2 separate regions of the Mus musculus genome follow, and region 1 is linked to region 2. The links are chromatin contacts, called in public Hi-C maps. All regions are on one chromosome and are shown on one strand. The core of a region is the stretch at or near the end of the contact, and the rest is flanking DNA. Distances in the headings are between cores, read along the strand shown.

The links. Hi-C and Micro-C count contacts between places; a contact is called where the count stands out from the background.
Region 1: a contact with region 2 is called in a Hi-C map of the G1E-ER4 cell line, with 3 times the contacts expected there. The contact joins the enhancer-like site here to the promoter of Dmac1 in region 2. A contact is called at or near these places in 1 of 39 promoter capture datasets (hippocampal neurons), 2 of 484 Hi-C or Micro-C datasets (both in the G1E-ER4 cell line) and 1 of 115 datasets of contacts at active chromatin or transcription factors (astrocytes).

Annotation. Positions count from the first base shown.
Region 1 is chr4:75,817,206-75,821,581 of GRCm38.p6, forward strand. No RefSeq gene overlaps it. Among named protein-coding and RNA genes, the nearest start is that of Gm42300, 230 kb to the left of the region's middle. Within about 2 kb of position 2,141, at least 10 of the 459 cell types and tissues checked have an H3K27ac peak or open chromatin away from gene starts, as enhancers often do. A contact at or near this core is called in the G1E-ER4 cell line, where this site is marked.
Region 2 is chr4:75,275,930-75,280,182 of GRCm38.p6, forward strand. Dmac1 (distal membrane arm assembly complex 1) reads right to left here and starts at 2,363. Exons shown (of 2, transcript NM_025849.4): 1 at 2,052-2,363; 2 at 1,422-1,840. The coding sequence starts at 2,322. The coding sequence ends at 1,776.

The DNA.
Region 1 (4,376 bases), core at 891-3,390, 540 kb after region 2:
AGTACACAGTGGGAACACATATTCATTTTTTTGTAGAAGTACAGCCACTATGGAAATTTGTGTGGAGGTTCTACAAAATGGTAGAAATCAACCTACCACATTATTCAGCAGTTTCATTTCTGGACCTATTCCCAAAGGACTCTCTCTACATATCTTCCCACAAACATACTTTTTTCTCCATGTTCATTGCTGCTTTATTCACAATAGCCAGGAAATAGGAACTGCCTAGACATCCATAAACTGACAAATGGATAATGAACTATATCGCTAATATACCCGATAGACTATTTATTATTCAGCTGTAAAAGAAAAGGAAATTCACTGGTAAACATGTGGAGCTGGAGATGATCAGACTGAGTGAGGCAACTCAGACTGGAAAGACAAATACTTCCTCTTCTGTTGCACACATGAATGCTGGCTTCAAATCTTGAGATCCGTATGTATCATTGGAATGGCAATACATGTTGGAAACTAAGAAGGGGCTATAGGTCAGATTTCAAGGAAGGGGATAGAAAGAGTAAAGAGGAACAAAAGAACAGGAAGGGCTAAACAGGGTAGTAAATGGCAGGGCATGGTAGGAAGGGTATAAGGAAGGATGATTAACACTAAGGACCTCTGAAAATGCCATGTGGAAATGTGTGAAGACAGTACTTCCTACAAAACATTTCCTAAAGTTTTTCTCTCTTCCTTTCACTTAAGCTTTTAAACACTTGATCCAAGGTGGTTGGTTCTTTGGGGAGAGATGTAGGAAGTGCTAACTTCTTGTAGGAAGTGGGTCCCTTCCCACTAGTTGTAGGCAGGAGGGCTTTAAGAGTTTGTAGCACCTAGCCAGGCATATTAGTACACACCTTAAATGCCAGTATTTTATCTTTGTGAGTTTGAGGGCAGCCTGGTCCACAGTCCTATAGTAGGAACAACAAAATGAACTAACTAGTACCCCCAGAGCTTGTGTCTCTAGCTGCATATGTAGCAGAGGATGGCCTAGTTGGCCATCAATGGGGAGAAGAGACCCTTGGAGGTTTGAAGATTCTATGCCCCAGTATAGGGAATGCCAGGGCCAGGAAGTGGGAGTGGGTGGGCTGGGGAGCAGGGGGGTGGGGGAGGTATATAGGGACATTTTGGAGAGGAAACTAAGCAAGGGGATAGAATTTGAAATTTAAATGAAGAAAACAACTAATTTAAAAAAAAGTAAAAGAAACAAACAAACATTAAAAACAAAAGAAACCAAAGTCACAGCCTGACTCCACTTCCAGTTTGTGTCTCTGCTTCGTGACTTCCTGATTGCAATTTAAGTTGTTATTGCTCAGTATCCTCTTCCTGCATCCAAACCTGCCATGCCACTTGATGTTGTGCCTCACTGCCGTCATGGATTCTTATTCCTTTGAAACTATAAGCCCTAATAAACTCTTCCATAAGCTGAAAAGATCTCTCTCTCTTTTTCTCTCCCTCCCTGTGTGTGTGTGTGTGTGTGTGTGTGTGTGTGTGTGTGTGTCTGTGTCTGTGTGTGTCTGTGTGTGATTTAAATGCTAAAAAGAATAATTTTTTATGAGATAAGTGCTTTTCACATTCTAAGTTGAAGTGACCATAGGCTTGCTCTCTCTGATTTTTCAGAAAGTCTAGGGATGGATTTGATCTTGTCCCTGATTTCACAAGTTTATGAAAGACTACTCCCTAGAGCTCATGCATTAACAATGTTTCCATGGTTGTAAAGACCTTAGTGTCTCCTCAACAATCCTGTTTCACTGTGTCTTGCAGTTCAACAGGATTCCAGTGACTCAGTAGAAAGTAGACAGACAAACATATTTCATCTTTCCCGTTACATGGCAGTTACACAAGTAGTTCAATACAATTCTAAATATACTCAAAAATAGCTTCCAGATTGATAAGACCTGTCATGTGAACAGTTTATAACTGAAGGATCAAACTGGTCAACAAATAGCAGCCATAAAAAGTGATTTTAAAGGAAGCAAAACAGCTCAAAGGGAACCCTAATCTAAAAGGAAACAACACGCAAAGTGCACAGATTAGGTAGAAATTTACCAAAGGTAAGACCAAGTATTCAGCTCTCTGTTTCACCAAGTAGATGTGGAGACCAGCTACTGCCAGCTGAAGTAGAAAGATAAGAAAAGTCCATGCAATAAAGTAATTGTAGCAGCTGCATGGGACATTCAATCTTCCTCTCCTTCCAGGGACAGCTTATTGAGAGTGGCTGTCACCCCAAATGTGTCTTTTTTTTCCCCATGCCCTAGCTTGCCAGAGTTCTTATCAGCATTGTGAAGATCAAAGCCTAAGCCCTTGTATCAGCTAAGCCACCTGTTGGCAGTTGAGCAACTAAAGAAACTAGTAACTGAGACCAACCGAGGAGGGGTTTTATTCAAGTCCATAGGTAAGGTCCTTGTTTGAGGTTAATGTTTAATTGATGGCAAGAGGCAGCATAAATAGGCAGCTCTGGTCCTGGAGTGGTCCTGTCCCTGTGACCCCCTCATTGTCTGACTCCAATCTCTCCTGGAAGGTAGTCTGACAACTTGTCTGTCACAACTGGGTGAAATCTTTTCTTTGGGAGACAAACTCTTCTGGCTAGAGTAAGTCTTCTGCCTTTTCTTCCCACAGCACAAGGTTCTGGGAGAAATGCTGATTCACTGGGGGAACCATCGTTTCAATAGTTTGATAGCTGAAGGGAGAAATACAAATGTGTCTTTGGTAACTTTGTTCCTGCCAAGAGGGTTTCACCACCTCAGTTAAATAATTAGTCGTAGCTTGTTATGTCCCATTTCTTTCAGTGTTTCCCTGATATTGTCACTGGCTGCTTGTGTTCACAACCTGTTTCCTTCTCTATTGTACTGTAAGTTCAAATTCACGCGTGTCCTATAAATGAAGTCAGTTAGTGCCACTGGAGCGTGAATGCATGCAGCACAACAAAAACTAGCATAATTTAGGCTAGAGAATTGCATTTTGCATTTTTCTTTCTTCAATAAACTGCCCAGTAGAAAAAGGATGAGTAGTGTAAAATGTTCCTCCCATTTCATGTGTGTGTGTGTGTGTGTGTGTGTGCTTCAGTACACCAGATGCATTTAATTATTGATGGCAGAGCATTTAGAGTAGAGTCAAAGGAACGTGCTCCACAGTGAATGGGAATATATTCTGCTTAAGGATACACTGGACCTAAGGCATCAGGTTGTTTTCTCATAGCAGTATCTTTTTTAAACACATTGCTGTGTACCTAGGAATCAGGTTCAACCATGTGAATCTGTCATTTACAAAAGGCAAGCATGCCAAAGCCACAAATAACTTACATGTTACTGTGTCTCTGTGGCTCTAGCATCAGCTAGGTTTCCTCTGCAAGCCTGAGCTCAAGGTTGAGTATGTATCACTAGGAAGTATTGATGTTTCCGAAGAGCAATGTGCAAGCTGCCACCCAGAGTAAGCCACTTATTCCAGGGTCTCCTTACCTGGGAAACACAGAAGACAGATAGGCTCCCTACTTTGTGCCTTCAGGTGAGGCTGTACATCAAAATGCTATGGGGATGATTTGGGAGTTTGTGTTTTTAACAGTTCATAGCCCCTTGCAGAACCAGAACACCAGGGAAGGAACATGTGCAAAACTTACCCTCTTGTTTAAAACTAGGTCTAAGGATCCTTAAAATTAAGCACACTTTCTAGCTATGGGTCCAAGGATAGTAAAGGTTTACTAGTTTTGTTTATTCTTAAACTTTGCTTAGTTTATTCTTGTGTGCTACGTCATAAATTGCCTGGCTCAATAAATAAATAAACTCCACCTGCTAACGTTCCAACCACAGTACCATTACCATGGTCTGACATCTAATACATGCCTTCCATCATATGGAGTCTATGGGAACAAAAAGAGCCAATGGTGGTTGCCTACATATTTGGTGCGAGAGCAGACTCCAGTTGGTATAGCCACTGCCATTATCAAAACAAGCAGGATAGGTAGAAAGAGGGAGTCAATAGTCAAATTCAAGGCATAGGTTAAGATGAATGTGAAATTTCCAGCAAAGATGTTAAGCTGATGGTAGGATTGATATTTGAATGTTAGATTATGGATGGACACAAAGAAACTTGAAAGTCATCAATGTGACACATGTTTTCTTTGCCTTTCTAGCAGTCCTGGAGGTCTAACTCAGGCATTTCTCATGCTAACCAAATATCTCCCACTGAAATTGTTATGGGCCTGTGGTCACTCAGAGGTTCACCAGTCTGACCATGAATATATAACAACAACAACAACAACAAAGACTTTTATTCAGATTCAGGAGTACACTCAGGTCTCAGGATTCCCAAATGTGCACCAGATTACATTACTCAGGGACTTGTAAAAGTAAAAGTCACAAGGCCTCCTGTGGGACTGTGAAAGGCAG
Region 2 (4,253 bases), core at 1,113-3,612:
CTAACGTCAGAGAGTGTTGCTTACTGGGTTGCTGCCCTTAGCTTGCTCAGCTTTCTTTTTAATACTGTCCAGGACTACCGGTGAGGGGGTGGTACTATCCACAGTGGGCTGGGCCTTCCCACATAATCATTAATCAAGAAAATATCCCAGATTTGCCCATAAGCAATCTAAAAGGGGATTTTCTTTTTTAAATTGAAAACACTAGTGTCAGGTTGAGAAAAACCAAACAATAAATAAATAAATGGCACCATTACAGTCATTATAGACAATTTTCTGATATACTCAGAAACAAACAAAAAAACAAAATTCACTTCATTACTTTAAGATTTTTAAGATTCCTACCTATACTTATGCAAGTAGTCCTAATTAAACTCGGTGTATCATTAAAAAAAAAAAAAAGACAAGAGGGGAACTTATTGAAAGGAAGGGTTGCAGAGGTAGCTAAGCAGTTGAAAGAATAGCATGAGAGGTATGATCAAAATAATTCATATTCAATGTATAGAATTCAAGAATATTAAAGTAATAATTATTAAGTATTTTCTCTCTTGGTGATATAAATAAATGCAGATTTGGCACTCCTTCTTTGCAGATTCTTTAGTCTCCAAGACCAGGGCTGAGGATATTACAGTCAGGGCTAAGACACGAGGGTTTTATAGACCTCAGGAGATGGTGTGTTGGCCAGGAGCTGGGGCTGTGTCCATGTATGGAGGGTCAAAAGCTGGATATACTGGCGGGCACTTGAGTGGGCTGGCCATGTCAGAAAGGCAGGCTGCATCGGCTCCCAGATATGTAGAACTGGGTTTTGGGTGCTATTCTTTGTGAGTTTTCCCAGTGCATGCAGGGTTGGTAGAAGGAGGTAGATGGGGTTTCCCAGCTTGTATAGAGGTTCCAGCTGAACAATATTATCTGCTCAAAATAGTAGTCAAAACTTGTAAACTGGTACTGAACTTCATAGTCCTTTTCTGCTTTGAAGAACCACCTAAATAAACATGCTTGCAGAGAAGCCTCAGTATTAGTTGACAGTAAGCATACATTACTTTTATAACTTTTTAAAGCCCTTATAAACTCATCCTAAATATCTACGGAAAAAGCCATCAGCAGATTTTTCTTTTGGAATTTTTCTCAAATATTTTCATTTACATCTTTTATTACATACTGACATTTAATGTATAAAGGAACTCCTGGCTCTCTGAAACTAAGTCAGCTGTGAAAGACAGAACTAGGAAGAAAAATTTGCTCCATCACTGAACGGATGAGCCACTAAAGGACACCCAATGGCTAGGTCCAAGGCTTTCAGATGCAATAATATAATCAGGGGTGGACTTGAAGATAATTTGGAAAGTTTGAAAAACTCTCATGTACCTATTTAGGGTTAGGTTGCCAATAACTGTTGATATGTTTAGAAAAATTAAAAGAACTACTTATTATTTAAAAAATAGTTTATTTTGCTGTTGGTTTATCATTTATCCCATTTTAATATGTTCTCAAAAACGTTATCTTTCAGTATAAACTGAACAGCACATAACCTCCCTGGACAAGACAGAGAACCATGTTTGCTTCCAAGGGGTTTATTTGTCTCTTTATAATCTGAGAGGGGGTAAACCGTAAGCATCCATGGCCAAAGAATGACAGCTCATATCTTCACAATCTTCTCGGTATGTCCTTACAGTTAAGTACATCCTTGGCCGTGTGTGCAACGAATATCCACCAACCCAACGCTTGTTCTGTCTGCCCAGAAGCCAGTGATGATAGACAACAATGAACTGCTGGTATTTTCAAATAACTGGGTGGCTCTTCCCTTTGGGGTCTACCAGAACAACTACACCCCAACAGGCAATACCTGAAAAAAAGAACAAGAAAAAAAAGTGCCTTTTGTATATTACATTTTAGTTTACCCAGTGCTCTGCATAAAGCATTTTATTTAACCCTCTCATGGTTGAAGAAGAAAGGTCGATCATTCGGTAATCTTTCTTACAGGGCCGTGAGGGGAAAGGCGTCCCAGTAATCACCCACCCCACCCCACCCCTCACGCTGTCCCCGCTCCTGCTCACTGATGCCGATGACCATCTGCAGAACGGTGCCTGGGCCAGGTGGGATTCCTTGCTTCAGGGGCCGCCTGGCCACCAAATAGACGTAGGTGCCCGCCCCGAAGAGTGTAGAGCCCGACAGCACGCGACAACTCCAGCAGGTTTTTAACTCAGGGTCCCGGGCGGGGGAGGCCGGCACGGCGGATTTCGCGGGTGGGTTCGCGGGAACCGCTGTGGAAACAGTTGGGGGGGCAGGAGCGGAAAACTCGGTACTCCCCGAAAAAGAGGACCCCATGTCAGAAGAGTGCACAGCGAGCCGAGCCTTCACTTTGAAATGCTGTAAAATGCTGCCGGAAAGCAGCACGCTGACGTAAAAGCCGCCGCGCTTCTGGGAAATGTAGTTGCAGCAGGAGCCGGGCGGAACAGGGCGGAGCTGCAGCCGCCTCAGAGGCTTGTGTAATCCAGAAGTTCAAAAGTCAAGGCTGCCTCATCCCGGTGTGTTAGAAACTGTTTTATACTACTTTATGAAAGTATAGATTTCAGTCTTCTTAAAGAAAAACTGTGGATCTCTAAGCTTCCCGACTAACACAAACTAAGGTCCTGGCATGAAGTCTAATCAACAGAGATTATATTCTAAGTAATTGTATGTTCTTACCCAAGTGCTTACCTATTGCAATTCTGTGTATTCTGCCGTTTCTCAACATACTCGTTTCCTAGTACAAGATAGACCAGTAAAGGCTCAAAGTTTTCACATTGTACTTACTTTGAAAGAAATATACAGATATAATCAAGATATTAAAAATGTGTTTGAATTACCTGGATACTCTCTTTGTTTATTAAGGTTGTGCTCTCAATTGTGTCATATTTATGATTTTAATTCTCATAAAAAAAATTAGGTGCAAACTCAGGTTAATGACTTTTTTTTACACTTTTGCATTTTTATCCTGTCAGATGAGCTTTAAAGGGCCGAGGAGATGGTTCTGTGGTTAAAGTGCTTGCTCTGCGGGCAGGAAATGTAAGATAAGTTCAGATGCTCAGAACCCACAGAATGTTGAGTGGGTATGGCAGGGCATCTATAATTCTCAGTCAGAACAAGGAGATGAACTACAAGAGAAACAGTTTAGCTACATTAGCCACGATCTGAGTTCTGGATTCAGGTGGAGTGCTTGCCTTAACATATAACGTGAGAAGCATTCAAGAGAGACTCTAGACAGTAATCCCTGGTATCCAGAGGCAACTGGGACCATACACACATCTGTACCCACACATGCAAACACATATACATGCACAACACACACATGGAAAACAAAAGACTGCATCTTTCTGACTGTGTCTTTGCAAAACAACAGGTGTCACCAACTCCAGTCTCAGCTCGCTTTTCATTCTCTCTGCTTACAGTTGGCTATCTATTTCTTGTGCTTGCTGTTCTCAGGAGGATATTGGTAAAAACTAAATTCTTATGTAGCAGTTTCCTCTAAACTGACACCTTCTAACCTGAAGGGAGGCTCCTAAAGACCCAGGAATGAAAGGAAACATAGAAGGTTCAAAAAACAAATTCATCATTTCCTAAAAACAATATTCAACCCTAAGGTTATATACACAATAAAACTTGGGCAGAGGGGACTGTGACCTACAGAGTTGGCATCCAAATTGAGCAAAGTGCCCCAGAGATTCAGCTTTCATGAGTAACCCCCATACTGGGTCAGCCTTTCAGCAAAATAGTCACCCTTGGTTCAGGAAACAGCTCAGTAAATTTCCTGGTTCACTAAGCTAAGCTTAGAATTGTTTCAGTGCTAGTAGGTTGTCCACAAGTGCCCTGTCTGGGATTAGTAAATGTTTGTTCTTGTCTCCCAAGGAAAAGTCATATAAGAAAATGTTATTTTTGAGTTTAGGTGGTTTCTTTTATAGAAAACGGGTAAAAATGGAGCAACAATTTTCAAAAGATTTTCTCATTCTGATTAACATTTAAAATGTTTTTGTTGAAGAGGAATTTAATATTTAAATTTCTCAAATAAAATGTGATATTTGGAAAGGATAAAATGTAAAAATAAAGAAGTAGTTAAATAGGTCAAAACAAAATTAAAGGAAACTGGAATAATATGTGTGTGTGTGTGTGTGTGTGTGTGTGTGTGTGTGTGTGCATGTGTATAGAGGATAGAAATAAATTATGCATGCTTTCTGTGGATACCTATATATCTATACATATATTTAATCAAATGCCTCCAT